2 separate regions of the Pan troglodytes genome follow, and region 1 is linked to region 2. A link is a contact called in public Hi-C data. All regions are on one chromosome and are shown on one strand. The core of a region is the stretch at or near the end of the contact, and the rest is flanking DNA. Distances in the headings are between cores, read along the strand shown.

Region 1 (2,700 bases), core at 146-2,645, 190 kb before region 2:
TGTGATGGTGATGGAATTAGCAATTACAATAATTGACAAAACAAAATTCTTTCAACCCGAGCTAGGGCCCCACTAACCCGGTCCCTCCCAGAGCCCGGATTCGGCCTCGGTCTCGGATGCGACGGGTATCAGACCCAAGCGGCAACGTCGCTCACCCGAAGAGGGGGCGGGAAAATCTTCCCTGGAGGTGATCCCGAATGTCCCCACCCGAGGCTCGAGGCCTGGTGAATGTGCCCATTGTCCTTTCGGGGCCTCTCCCTTGGAGCCCGGCGGCCGCACCCACGAAACTGACCAGAAATGGACGAAGCCGGAGTGCAGCGGGAACCGAAGCCCGCAGCTACCGGCTCGAAGGCGCCGGCCTCGGCGAGCGCTGCTCAGCTTCAAGCCTGGAGGAGCCTCCCACTCACCAACGAACCCCTCAAACACCAAGGCACAGGCGGGCCTCCGGGCAGAGCAGCCGCCGACCGGGCGCTGTCCGCCCACCCAAGCCAACAACTGGCTCCCGAATACATCATAATTTGGAATAAAATGTGAAATCCCGCTCCCCGCCCCCATGCCGCCGCCCCCACCAGCGCCTCGATCTCTCGCTCGCCCTCCCCCCACTCCCGCCCCCAGCGATTTGCAAACGCACCTCTAAAGGACACAGGCACACAGGCATACAACTCAGTGCGGACAGGACCACACAGGGTCCAGCCCCACAGAAGGGCAGCAAACAAACACCACCTAGCACTGCCCCAGAAGCCGACTTGGTCAGCCCCGCACACTGCCCAACAGGACACAACGAAATCAGTCAAACGCAGCGGCTCACGGACACACAATCCAGCACAGTCGGGATCACACACGCCCGACATAACGACGACACCACCCAAACACAGTCGCAGGGGCCACACACCCCCACACACAGAACCAGATCCCTGCTGAGAACACCAACGGAGCACAATCGTACGCAACGAAGAAAACGCAGAAGGGCCTCGAAGGGTCCACATCTACACACCCCAACCGCGCAGGCACACCACACTCGGACACAGAGCCTGTCGCCAAGAAGACCACACTTAGAAGCAGCCAACGCCGCCCACAGTTCTCATGAACGCACTCTCACAATCCCACCGCATGCACACAACCACGAAGAAGAAATGAAAACCAACCACAGCCTCGCGCATTTCTGTATATTGCGTAAGGAAAAGGGGGAAGGAAGGAAGAGAGTCTCCGAGGCGGGAGGGGCGGCGGCAGCCGGGGCGGGGGCGTCCGTGGAAAATGCCCCCCCACCCCCCTGCCATCGAAAGGAACCGAGGGAAAGGGAGCGAAGACCTCTTTTGCGGACGTGGGGAAAAAGAGGAGGAAATTGATGAAGAATTCGGTGGGAGGCCGCGGGTTGCTTTTCCCCTAGAAAAAGGCCAGAATGCTCACGTTTTTCCGCTACGGGGGTACGCGTGTGGCCATTTTGAGGCCCGGTCCTGAGCGGCGGCGGCCCGGCCCCTCCCGCGGCCCCCGCTCCCCCGCCCGCCCCGCGCCCGCCCCGCGCCCGCCCGGCCCCTCCACCGACGCGCTGTAATCCCACTCACGTTCCAGGCCTCGTTAGCATGGGCCGAGGCGCGCCGGGGCCGTGTGCGCCGCAGAGATAAGGCACTGCCGCGGGTCCGCCCGCCCCCGATAAGCGCCTCGGCCATTATGGGCCAAATGATTCATTTTAATTTGGCAATTTCACCAGAGGGAGTGGGGACTGGTTGAGCGGCGCTAGGACCGGCTCCGGAACGCGCTGCGGGGAGCGTTGGACGCGCTGTCTAGGACCCAGCAGATCCAGCCCCCATCTCGAATCCCAAGGCCTCTCAGTAACCCCAGCTTCCCACAACCTCAGTCCCTTAACCTTTCAGACACCTTTCTTCAGCGACTCTCACCCCAGCACTCTGTCCCTACCTCTGAAGACCACCATGATACCAAAATCGTCACCTCCCAGGGCTTCTTTCTTATTCTTCCTCCAGTGTCCCAGACACCCAGATTTCAATGGGCAGTCTCCCTATCCCAGAAAGCTCCCCAGCCCTTCCCTACCTCTTCACCCCCTTCTAAAATAGAGCCGGTAACTCAAATCCATGGGCTCTACGGCAGCCTGGCAGAACCCCTGTCAATAGGGACATAAAATGCCTATTCTGCTAGGTTTCAGGCTGAGCCCAGAGCCCAGGAACACTGCTCCCCACATGGTATTTTAAAAAAAAAAAAAAAGTTTAATCTAGCGACTGTAACACTATTCTAGGCATTCTGCAAATACTAATCTACTCTTCACAAACAATCCTGAGAAGTTGGATCCTTAATTTACAGAAGAGAAAACTGAGGCACAGAAAGTCAAAGTAACTTTTCGAATGATACATAGCTAGTGCTTGGTGGAGTCCGCCTTGGAAGGAAATTTGACACGGAGTCTTCTCTGCGGCTCAGCTGATGAAGAGGGGCAGCCAAAACCTAGCCAGGGAAAGGGACCTGGGCTCAACTCATTGCAGAGACCAGGGTCTTTACTGTGGGGTAGAAATCTGAGTTCAGTGCCAGCTGGATGATGCGCTCAGCCCACGGAGGTCTCTGGGTTCATTCTTTCATGGTGGAGTGGAAAGAACACATGTTCGAATTTTAGTCACTGATCTCTGAACCTCAGTTTTCTCATTTGTAAAATGGGGAGATAATGTCGACGTCACAAAGTTATGAGAACTAACTTAT
Region 2 (2,705 bases), core at 88-2,587:
AGCTGGGATTCCGGCCTCGCACGCCCGAGCTTTGGCCACTGTGCGGCGCTGTCGGGGCAGCAGCCCAGGCATCCGCTCAGTTCCTGCTCACGTCCAGCGCCCATCTCCCCTTCCGTGCCCCAGAGGCTGAAATGGGCCCAATCTGTGTTGAAGCTGCTTGTTTCTGGGTCCTGGAGGGAGGCCGGGGGAGAAAGAGGTCTAATAGGATGGGCAGGAACCCGGCTAGCGAGAAACAAGGCACAGGGCCAACCTTAGTTGCACAAGACTTTTGAGAGATGAAGGCAACACTTGGTGGAGGTCAGGGTTCACTGAGGGGGTGTCGGGCAGGGGGCGGAGGAGGTCCTGCCGCCTGTCGGTGGGGCCCAGAACCCTGGGAGCCAGGAAGGTGGGGGGTGTCCAGTCCTCAGGGCAACTGGGGCCAGGGAGAGGGGAGGGAGAAATTAAGCGGATTCCCAGGCCCATGAACAGACATCCAGACAAATGCCGTTTCCACAGAGACTCACGGAGAGTGAGATAGTCACAGAGACTGAGACAAACGGATGCCGAGATCGAGAGGGTCGGAGAACAGGCAAACTCGGAGCAGTAGACCGGCCCGCGCCCCGGGAACGCGGCCACAGCGGCCGGCGCTCTGCCCGGCCTCTCCGCGCGGAGAGGGGTGGCGGGCCCGACAGCGGAGGGAGGAGAGGGCGCCGCCGCAATCTCACCTCTCCCAGGCCCAAGGCTGCGGGCGCCAAGTTCGCTCCTGGTGATCACTCGAATGCGTCTCCCCTCGGGCTGGAAGCCGTGCGGGCTCGGGTGGGCGCCGGCGGGCCGCGCTGGGGCGGCGTGGGTCCCGGCGTCTCAGCCTCGCGCTCCCACTGCGCTTCGGCCCGGTGGCCCGGGCGCCGCCTTGGGGAGAGGACAGGTGGGGACCGCCGCCACTTCCCTGGCTGCGGCTGGCGCCCGAGTGAGCCTTAACATCCAGGGGCTGAGCGTTCTGAAGGCGGCGGCTTCAGGGAGCACACGGTGCAGGAGCGGCGGCGAAGACAAGGGCCCGCCTCCGGCCACTCGAGCCCAGCTCCCGCCGCGGCGGCGGTTTGTTCCCGCCGGGTCCCTCAGCGGAGGCGCTACGCCCGCCCCTGTCGCCTCGCCCCACCCCGCCCAGGGAGCTCCGCCCTAGCCCGCAGCTCTTCCGCCTTAGGCAGCCGCTAGGCGGGAGGGACAATCCCCAACCACCAACCACTGCCACCCCGAGAGGACTAGGGGCTGAGGCCCGCCCAGGTAAGGGAAAGCCTCAGCTCCTTCCGTTGCGCCCCAGCGGCGGGTCCCAGCTCGGATTCCCGGGGTAGTGGCGGGGGCCGCCGGCGGGTCGTGCCCTGGAAGGTGAGCGCGGCCGAGCTGGGCCGCCAGGGGGCGCTGCGGAGCCGGGGGACACCCCTCCCTGCCTGCCTCAGTCCCCCGCCCCCTCCCCGCCCGCGCGCAAAACGCACTCGCCCCAGAGGCAGCGCGGCCGAGCCCGAGCCGCTGCCGGAGCGGAGCCGGAGAGTGGCGGCGGCGGCGGCAGCGGCACCATGACCCTGGGCAGCTGCTGCTGCGAGATCATGTCCTCCGAGAGCTCCCCGGCCGCGCTGTCCGAGGCCGACGCAGACATAGACGTGGTGGGCGGCGGCAGCGGCGGGGGGGAGCTCCCAGCTCGCTCCGGGCCCCGCGCCCCCCGGGACGTGCTCCCCCACGGCCACGAGCCTCCCGCGGAGGAAGCCGAGGCAGACTTAGCCGAGGACGAGGAGGAGTCTGGTGGCTGCTCGGACGGCGAGCCCCGCGCTCTGGCGTCCCGGGGGGCGGCGGCCGCAGCGGGGAGCCCGGGGCCAGGCGCGGCGGCGGCCCGCGGCGCAGCGGGGCCCGGGCCGGGACCGCCGTCGGGGGGCGCGGCGACGCGGAGCCCGCTGGTGAAGCCGCCCTACTCGTACATCGCGCTCATCACCATGGCCATCCTGCAGAGCCCCAAGAAGCGGCTGACGTTGAGCGAGATCTGCGAGTTCATCAGCGGCCGCTTCCCCTACTACCGGGAGAAGTTCCCCGCCTGGCAGAACAGCATCCGCCACAACCTCTCTCTCAACGACTGCTTCGTCAAGATCCCCCGCGAGCCGGGCAACCCGGGCAAAGGCAACTACTGGACGCTGGACCCGGAGTCGGCCGACATGTTCGACAACGGCAGCTTCCTGCGGCGCCGCAAGCGCTTCAAGCGGCAGCCCCTGCCGCCGCCGCACCCACACCCGCACCCTCACCCGGAGCTGCTGCTGCGTGGCGGGGCCGCGGCGGCGGGGGACCCCGGCGCTTTCCTGCCCGGCTTCGCTGCCTACGGCGCCTACGGCTACGGCTACGGGCTGGCTCTCCCAGCCTACGGCGCACCCCCGCCGGGGCCGGCCCCGCACCCGCACCCGCACCCGCACGCCTTCGCTTTCGCCGCGGCAGCCGCCGCCGCTCCTTGCCAGCTGTCGGTACCCCCAGGCCGCGCCGCCGCGCCTCCACCCGGACCTCCGACGGCCTCGGTGTTCGCAGGCGCGGGATCGGCCCCAGCTCCTGCGCCTGCCTCAGGCTCGGGCCCGGGCCCGGGCCCCGCAGGCCTGCCCGCCTTCCTGGGCGCGGAGCTGGGCTGCGCCAAAGCCTTCTACCCGGCGTCCCTGAGCCCTCCCGCAGCCGGCACCGCGGCGGGTCTGCCCACCGCA

The links. A called contact is a pair of places that touch in the nucleus more often than the background predicts.
Region 1: a Hi-C map of induced pluripotent stem cells shows a contact between it and region 2, with 4 times the contacts expected there. The contact joins the promoter of TAL1 here to the promoter of FOXD2 in region 2. A contact is called at or near these places in 2 of 7 Hi-C or Micro-C datasets (both in induced pluripotent stem cells).

What each region holds. Positions count from the first base shown.
Region 1 is chr1:183,720,927-183,723,626 of NHGRI_mPanTro3-v2.0_pri, reverse strand. It overlaps TAL1 (TAL bHLH transcription factor 1, erythroid differentiation factor), which reads right to left and starts at 1,395. Exons shown (of 6, transcript XR_010146656.1): 1 at 632-1,395.
Region 2 is chr1:183,529,079-183,531,783 of NHGRI_mPanTro3-v2.0_pri, reverse strand. FOXD2 (forkhead box D2) reads left to right here and starts at 1,337. Exons shown (of 1, transcript XM_003954368.6): 1 at 1,337-2,705. The coding sequence starts at 1,551.